Linked DNA regions of Sus scrofa: regions 2 and 3 are each linked to region 1. Evidence: chromatin contacts called from public Hi-C and HiChIP or PLAC-seq data. All regions are on one chromosome and are shown on one strand. The core of a region is the stretch at or near the end of the contact, and the rest is flanking DNA. Distances in the headings are between cores, read along the strand shown. Region 1 holds the start of LOC100512448 (histone H2A.V). Region 2 holds the start of NUDCD3 (nudC domain-containing protein 3). Region 3 holds the start of OGDH (2-oxoglutarate dehydrogenase, mitochondrial).

What was found. Hi-C and Micro-C count contacts between places; a contact is called where the count stands out from the background. HiChIP or PLAC-seq counts read pairs in DNA pulled down with a chosen protein or histone mark.
Region 2: a contact with region 1 is called in a Hi-C map of embryonic fibroblasts, with 3 times the contacts expected there. The contact joins the promoter of NUDCD3 here to the promoter of LOC100512448 in region 1. A contact is called at or near these places in 3 of 47 Hi-C or Micro-C datasets (blood, embryonic fibroblasts and skeletal muscle).
Region 3: an H3K27ac HiChIP or PLAC-seq map of alveolar macrophages shows a contact between it and region 1. The contact joins the promoter of OGDH here to the promoter of LOC100512448 in region 1. A contact is called at or near these places in 1 of 5 promoter capture datasets (fetal liver), 1 of 47 Hi-C or Micro-C datasets (blood) and 2 of 2 datasets of contacts at active chromatin or transcription factors (alveolar macrophages and skeletal muscle).

Annotation. Positions count from the first base shown.
Region 1 is chr18:50,531,863-50,534,720 of Sscrofa11.1, forward strand. LOC100512448 (histone H2A.V) reads left to right here and starts at 1,520. Exons shown (of 5, transcript XM_021078658.1): 1 at 1,520-1,705. The coding sequence starts at 1,703.
Region 2 is chr18:50,757,567-50,760,424 of Sscrofa11.1, forward strand. It overlaps NUDCD3 (nudC domain-containing protein 3), which reads left to right and starts at 1,503. Exons shown (of 6, transcript XM_003134880.6): 1 at 1,503-1,897. The coding sequence starts at 1,706. It overlaps NPC1L1 (Niemann-Pick C1-like protein 1), which reads left to right. Exons shown (of 19, transcript XM_005673340.3): 19 at 1-110.
Region 3 is chr18:50,683,586-50,686,443 of Sscrofa11.1, forward strand. It overlaps OGDH (2-oxoglutarate dehydrogenase, mitochondrial), which reads right to left and starts at 1,405. Exons shown (of 23, transcript XM_021079062.1): 1 at 1,295-1,405.

The DNA.
Region 1 (2,858 bases), core at 270-2,769:
ATCTAGTCGAGAATTACCCAGCCACACTGGCCTGTTTCTAAGTCCCTTCATTGTGACAAGTCTTTTTCCCTTGAGAGCCTTTATACTTGCCCTTTCTCGGTGGAACACTGCTAAATTACACCCTCCCTAAATTACATTCCTCGGCCTCTGTCTCTCAAAGGACCCTGCTCTCTTCCATGGACTTGCATTGATTATCATTCACACAGTGGCCTGTCTCCTTCTTCAACATCTGACCCCTGCTGTCAAGGACGGTTAGGGCACGGACAGGCCAAGGTTGCCAGCCCCAGAATCCTAGCACAGTGCCTCCCAACAGCGGGCCCTAGGCGATCTGTTGAAGGTGAACTCACAGGGGATGCTCTGGCCGACTCGGACCGCCCTCGCCAGGGCCAGGGACACAGAAGGGCAGTGATTAACCGTGGTTATCGCTCACTGGATCAATTCCCAACGCTTCTATTGTTCAGCTTTGCTACCTACTTTGCAGGCTTGGTTCACCTGGGCCTCCGATCTCACTGCCGCCCGCTCCCTTCTCCTCGCTCGTCTATACCTTCACTCGCATTTTTCCAAATCCTTATTAGCAGCTCCCCCCTCTTCCTCCCTTCGAACTCGTTACATTTCCTTAAAAACGAAGGGTCTCCTCCACCCCCACCCCATGTTACATCCTCGGGGTCAGAAGTAAGATCACTCTCACTTTGGGACAGGATCTCCCCACCTGGTGATAATCGCGCCAGAACCAAATCTCCGCGCGGGACGGTGGGCTCTGCACACCCGGAACGCTGCCCGGCGCGGTCAGTGCAGACAGTTGTGGAAAAGAGGCAAAGTTTTAAAACTGCAACCGCTGAGAGTTGGCCCCGAGCCCGGACCGGGCCCCGGCAACTGCGGGCTGTGTGGTCCTGGGGGCAGCCGGGGGCAGTGGCCGTGGGCCGACGAGCCCTTCTTCGCGCGCGTGCCTCAACTTGGCCGCAGGCTCGGAGATTGCGACCCCATTTCAGAGTTTCTCCCCCTTTTCGCTGGGCGGCTAACCTAACGGCAGAGGGAAGGCGCTGAGGCGAAGGGCCACGAGATGCCCCGGAGCAGTGCCGCCGTGAAGCGAGCCTCCGCTAGCACGGAGAAATAATCAGAATCTGAAAAGCCGCCAGGGGAAGCAGACAGACAGCAGTTCCCTTCCCAAACAGTTCTCAGACACTAAGAAAGGGCGGGAAAGTCAGAGCCGCCTCAAGTCGTTCCACCCATTGGCTAATCGCGCTGTCGTTCCCCGCGACCCGCCTCCCCTGCTCGCGGGCGATGTTCTAATTGGATAACTTCCTCCAGCCGTCCCCTTTCATTGGTGAATCCCTCCGTTTGTCAGGCTCCAGCCCTGAAGACTGGCGGAGAGGGGAGTTTGGCCCCGCCCCTGGTCGCGCACAGGCGCGTCTGTGTTGGGGGTCCGAGGCCCCGCCTCCGCGTGCCGTGTGCAAAAACAAACAGCCGTTAGGGAGGAGGGGCCGAGGGGGCGGGGTCTGTCTAGAAGGAGGCTCACGATTGGGCGGCCGGCGGGGTTCAAACGAGCAAGGCGAGCGGGCATTGGCCGGGGCTCTGTGAGGCGGGCCTCGGTTATTGTCCGAGCTCCGGCAGCGGCGGCGGCGACGGCGGCGGCAGTGGCGGTCGGTGCTGCGGCAGCGGCGGCGACGGCTCGGCGGGACCGAGGGCGGGAGCGGCCGAGACCATGGTGAGGGCTGCGGGGCGGGCGTCGATGGCTAGGCGGCGCCGCTACCTGTTGAGGCGGCGATGGGCGTCAGGCGGCGACGACAGCGGCGGGGCGGACGTCAGGCGGCGGGGCTGCCCGCGGTCCCGGCCTCGCCCGCCGCGGCGCTGGCGCGAACCGAGGTGCGCGGGCCTCGGCCCGGGCGGCCCTGAGCCGAACAGCCCTCGCAGCACCGCAGCACCTCCGTGGTCCCCGCGACCCACTTAGAGCCCCACATTGTGCGTGGGTTAGAAAGTGCGGGTTTTCAGAGACGCGAGTGGAGAGAACTTGGCCCGGTGTAAAGTTGGGAGGGAAAGGCGGCGAGCGCTGGCTGTGCCCCGCTCGGGAGTGAGCCGGCGACGCCGAGGCGACGAGCAGGGTCCGCCCGAGCGCCCTCCGGAGACAGCCCTGCCGGGTGCTGAACCGCAGGCAGAAATTGTGGTTATTGTGACGTTCTCACACCTCAGAACCGGAGTCGACCTTGTGGATCGTTGCACCCGGTCTCCGCAACTGGTGTGCAGTTAGCGGAAGCACTTCCACAGCCGACCGAGGCACGGCTTGCAGCTGCTCCGTGAACTGGTTTGCCGGAGCTCATGCTTCTCCTGCTCCTCGCTGGGTTTTAGGGTGTCCCCCACTTAATCTTTAGCGACGTGCCGTATATTGGCTGCCCCTTTACCAGCAGCTAAAAATACACGGGCGTTCACGTAAGCTAAAAATACAGGAGGCGTGGGGTGTCATTCTTGTTTTGAGATTTTTTGAGCTTAAGGAGAAGTGAGTGAGCACGTGACTGTTAAACTAAGGTGAAAGCAGGTTGGCATCCAGTTTTCAACTTTTTTTGAATGAAATGTACTTTAGCCGGCTCCGTAGGCGTATTTTCTAACTCAGGTTAATACTCACTCGGATCTTGGAAGAAAAATTTTGTCATGCTTGTAGTTTGTTTCTCAGTCCATCGTCTTTGAAATGTGCGAAGTTGGGAGAGTGTAACGTAAGCACAGTTTGAGGGGGTGGTGAAGAGAAAGTAATTATTCATTTTCTGTGCAGTTTTGTATTCACATAAGTTTGGTTCCATAAAAGTATGTTTTTGTTAAATATAACAAATGTATCTGTGGAGTTCCCGTCAGGGCACAGCGGAAACGAA
Region 2 (2,858 bases), core at 253-2,752, 230 kb after region 1:
GCTATGTTTCTCATAAACTTTTGTTGCTTTGAAGAACATTATTTCTTGATGAAAATGTGTTAACATGTAATGTGTTTTTATGGTTATTAAAATGCCTAAATAAATATTAATTTTTTTCTTAGTTTTAATTTCTAACATGGTAACTACTGATAAGCATAGTCCACTCCACATAATATACTGAAGATTATTTATTTTGCCTTTTAGGGCTGCACTGAGACATATGGAAGTTCCAAGGCTAGGGGTCGAATTGGAGCTGCAGCTGCTGACCTACACCACAGCCACAGCAATGCAGGATCCGAGCGGCATCTGTGACCTATACCACAGCTCATGGCAACACCGGATCCCTGACCCACTGAGCGAGGCCAGGGATTGATGGATACTAGTTGGATTCGTTTCCACTGCATAAACAGGCCATAAAAGGAACTCCCTGAAGACTCTTTAGAGTCTTCAATAATTTTTTTTTTTTTTTTTTTTTTTTTTTTTTTTTTTTTTTGGCTGCTTTCAGCATGTGGAAGTTCCTGGGTCAGGGATCAAACCCTTGACACAGCAGCAACTCCAGCGACAACTCAGGATCCTTAACCCGCTGCACCACAAAGGAAACTCCTTCAACAAATTTTAAGAGTGTAAATGGGTCCTATGTTCGAAAAGTTTCAGAACCACTGCTCTAGGACAATTTATCCGAGCTTGACTATTTACAATTCATTAGAGCCCATACACTATGAAGATATGTGTTAACTTGCAGATTTCAGGCCAGCAGAGATGCAAGTCATCTCTATCCACTAGAAAAGATAATCCACATCATTTTGTAGGACACCAGCCAGCTTTGTATCCAACCTGGCAATCTTACTGTTTTTTTCAAAATGTTTATAAATACCCAGTTTCTCCAAAAGCTTCTCCAAACACTGGTTACTCAGTTAAACTGTATAAATTTTTGACATGTGTTCATTATGTATTTGTCCGAGGGTTATGTTTTCTGTTTTAAGATTATGCTTTGACACACACCTAGGATACATATACATGCTGTGCGTACGTATACTATGCATACACAGGGACATACCACACACACATGTACATATAGGTGTATTTCACAGGAGGGCACACCAGATGATTCTGCACCTTGCTCTTTCCATTTAATATGCGCGAATGCACTCACTTTACATTCTTTTGATTTAGGCACATCACAACGCATTTCACCCACGGCTCTGTCATTAACAGGGCACATACCACCCGCACGCTGGCATTTTCCTCTTCTGACGCGCCAGCAAAAGGCTCTCGGCTCGTGTGGTCCCGCCCGTAACCTGGGGCTCGGGACACCCAGTCGGGAACGGGCCCGCAGACCAGGTGACAATGCCGAGGATCAGGTGACACTGCCCACACTACACCTCTTCCGCCCGTTGCCAACATGGCCGCTAGGCGCCCGCAGCTCGGCCGCCCCAGGCTCTCCTGCGCTTCGCGGCGCACAGCGGCCCCTCGGCGACAGCCCCAGGCCGCCACGGCGCCCTGGGGGCGGGGCCTGCGGCAAGTCCCTCCGGCGCAGCCGGGCTCAGCCCCACGGGCGGGGGGGCGGGGGGCGAACCAGCGCGGACCGGAAGTTTCACGGGCGCGCTGGCAGCCGGAGCCGTTACCGCAGGGCACCGGAAGTGGCCGTAGGCCGGCGTCCGGGCCGCGCCCGCAGTGAGTGAGCGTCCCTCCGGCCGGCGACGCCATGGAGCCCGGGGCGGCCGAGCTATACGACCAGGCCCTGCTGGGCATCCTGCAGCACGTGGGCAACGTCCAGGACTTTCTGCGCGTGCTCTTCGGCTTCCTTTATCGCAAGACGGACTTCTATCGCCTGCTGCGCCACCCGTCGGACCGCATGGGCTTCCCGCCGGGGGCCGCGCAGGCGCTGGTGCTGCAGGTAACGCGCGGCGGGCAGGCGGCTCCGGGTGGGGTTGGGGGAGCCGTGGCAGCCCGCCCCCGCCGCCCGCCAGCCCGTCCCCCCCTCCCGCCAGCCGAGTCCCCGTGGCTCTTGAACCCCGCGGGAGCCGAAGAGCCCCGCGAGCCGCCGCTCTCTGCGCTCCCGGCCTCCGTTCATCCTCTGGCGCTCGGACCCGCCTCCTTGGGCCGCGGCTTCACCCGGGAGGCGGATGGAATATCAGATTACTCCTGCGGGAGAGGGGCTAGCGCTCGAGTAGCCTGGTCTGACACTGGGTGCACTTGGGCATCAGAAGCAGTAGATGCTCAGGGTCCCGGTGTCTCCTGCAGCGCGTAATCTTTCGATGTGCCAGGGCCTGCCAGTTAGGAAATAAAAACAGTGCAGGCTGGACGCGGGAAGGCGGCGGTAGCACAGAGACCTGCACACCCTACCATGGAAGAGTAGAGGTGGAGCGGAGACTGTGGTTATTGATGGGTGTTGTCCGCTTGTTTGGAATGTGATTTCTCAGGTCAAAGACAGTCATGGTAGTAGTTAATAAGTTTACGTTTGAGTATATCCCAGGTTAAATCGATCGTATGTTCGAGGGGCTGGTAATACTTGTTCCCTGAAGTTGACTGGGTACGCGAATGTAATAAACAAGAATTTATGTGCGGATTGTATTTATACTCTCAGCTGCCACAGGCGTTGGTGGTGCACTGGTAATGTGGTTGGTTAAATACTCGTCTTTCTCCTTGGGCTACTGATGCTATAGTTAATGAGATAAAACACAAGTGACCAAGAACTATGCAAGGCCAGTTATGTGACAGAGTCCATGAGAAGGGAAGGAGCAGAAATGACGGTTTGAAAATGAAAAATTTAGTAGGGGAGGCGGGACTTTGATGGGATTGAAAGCAGCTGCTCAGGCAAGCATTGAGCTTGTTGGTGGGAACCTGAGATGGTAGAC
Region 3 (2,858 bases), core at 155-2,654, 150 kb after region 1:
TCGCTTCAAAGTACAGGACTGCAAAACAAGGCACAAGAAACCCCAAGACATTGTTCATTCCTTGGGCCTGAGTCACCGCTCCCCTGTTCTGGGCAAAGGGCAGAGATAGCAGGTTCTTATCTACGCAGTCTTTTCTACTGTCTCAGTACACAATCTGCACTGAGGTCAGGGAGCTTTGCCAAAGGGGAAGGGTGCACGGATTAGTATGTTCCTCCAAGAGATATCCTTCATTGCAACATGAGCTATCAAACACCTGGAAGGAGGAGTATGGTGGGGGTACTGAGTACGGTAGGGTACTGCAGGGTAGTCTACTCAAGGGTACCACCCTAAAGAGCTCACAGGGAGGTCTGGTACAAACATGAGTAAGGAGGGATACCGAGTACAGCAGTGTGTTGCAGAACAATCCACTCATCCAGGGCATCAACCTGAGGAGCACAGAGAAAGAAGGTGTGGTGTGGTGCTCAACAGTGCGGTACTTACTGAGTACCGTGGAGGTGACGAATACAGTGGGTGCTGCGGGTAATCACTCAAGGGTCCACCCCAAGAGTGAGCAGAGAGGATGGGTACGGTGGAGTATTGAATACTGCGGATACTGCAGGGTGATCCACTTAAGACCTCACCCCAGGAGTGCAGGGAGGAGAGTAAGAAGGGGTGCTGAGTATTGTAGGCTACTGAGTACGGCGTCACCCCAAAGAATACAGGGAGGCTTACAGGGGAGAGTGGGGGGCCTGCGGGGTAATCCGTCCCTCAAGGGTTCACCCCAGGAGCGTAGGGACAGTCCGATCAGAAGCCGACCCGTGCCGTCCACGCTGTGGGAAAGGCGTACTGCCCACAATTCGCAGCCGCTTCTTCAAGGGCGCGCCACCCTTCCATCCGTCCAGGCGGGCAGAGGACACTGCCGGGTGACTCCCACGTGACGCCTCCTCGACCTTGGGGGTCACCCCGGCAGCGGCGCCCGTTCTCTCACATCCGCCGCGCGGCCCACCCCCGCCTCCGCCTCCACCAATGGGGCGCCGCTCCGCGCCCCGCGCAACTTCCGCGCACGCCCGCACCCGCCAATCTCCGCCCGCCTGCAGGCGCCCAGCGCACCATTGGCTGCCACGCCCGTCCGTCAGGCCCCGTCCCACCCACCTCCCCCAGTACGCCCTGCTCCAGCCAGCTTCACTCCCTGTCATCAGGGAGCCAGCGACAACGAGAGCGCAGCGGCCTTGTCCTCAGCCGTGACCCCCGCCTCCTGCCCCACCAGCACGGAACCTCCCAAACCCAGCGAGGCCCGGCGGCAGCGCGCGCCTACCTGTCTTCGGCTCAGCTCCACCCGAATGAGGCGCCGACACCCCACTCCGGGGTACTAAACTCTCGGCCACGCCCCGGCGTGTGGCGTCAGCACGCCGCCCCGCCCTGGGAAGAAAGGGGCCGCCTCTGCCCAGTGAGCAGGGCGGGCCGGGGCTTGACGTCACAGAGTTGCGCCCGCGGCGCTCTTGTGCTCGGTTCGGGCACCTCGCTGGGCCTGGCTGTGCGTCCGGGGCCACAGCTAAGCGGTGCCTGGATTGGTCCCCACCGGCCTGAATGCCGGGTCTTTTGAAAAAGAGGGTCTTCGCGTTGCCTAGTAATGCCTCCTGCAGTGGGCTTTTAGGCGTCCTCTGATCAGAGCTAAGCTGACCTGGCCTGTATTGTCAGACTGAGAGGAACCTTGGTCAGCACTGCATGACTGAGCGCTGCGGGGCAGCGGCCGGGCGGAGTGAGAATCAGGGGGGCCCAGCGCTGACCTAAGGGTTTCCCAAGTGGGACTCCTGGGTCTTCACTTGGTGCATGGACGGGTGTATCATTTCATGGACTAAAAGCGGTCGTCTGCTTTAAGAGGTTATATTACTTTGCCACCTGCTCACAAGTGTGATACCGACCTGATAAGAAAGAGAGAAAAAAAAAAGGGTTAGGATAGCTCCATCTTAAAGTTGACCTGAAAAATACGCACAACCTGAAGGTTGAGTGTTAAGTTTTATTGCGGACGAAATGAGGGCTACAACTGGGGAGGCAGCTGTTGCAGTTAGCTCTGAGATACCGCTGCAAGGAGGGAGGGAAATGTCAGCATACATGTGGTTTTGGTGAGGAGGGAGGTACATGCTACCCAGCACACGTTTTACAGAAGTCTGAGGGTTACTGCTCGACAGGAGGAGCAGACGTCACCATGAAGGATTTCAGTGCTTTTCTAGCTATGAGGAGATGCACGAACCGGGCTCATAAAATCTTTTTCTGAAAGTATCTAACCATCTGAAGACCTGTTCTGCCAGTTTTTCCAGAGCACAAAGTGCCTCATTCCTGAGCTCCCCCCTGAGCTCCTCGAAGGGGCTGTGGAGGGTCAGCAGCTGCAGTGGCTCATGAGTCAAGCTCTGCAGAGGCAGATGGCAAGTGCCAATCTCCAGTTCACAGTCAGAGGCAACTGTAGTTCACAACGAGAAAAAGCAACTCAGAACTGATGAAGCATGGTAGGCTGTATTCAATCACATACTGAGGAAGCCCTTACTTCAGTCCTTATTCAAGATTTCTTCAGTTTTCATTACAGCAAGAAGAAAGCTTCATATCATGATAACATATCTTTAACTCTACTTTTTATTCCTTCCTTTTTTTTTTTTTTTTTAATGGCTGCAATGCATCATATGGAATTCTCCAGCTAGGAGTTGAATCAGAGCTGTAGCTGCCAGCCTAGCAATACAAGATCTGATCCGAGCAGCATCTGTGACCCAAATCTGTAATAACTAGATATTAGTATCGAAAAGTGGTAGTCAAATGGCTGATGTTTGGGAAATGCTGTTCCACACTGTCTTGAATTGTTCTTCAGTGTTTATTCCCAACAACTTGAA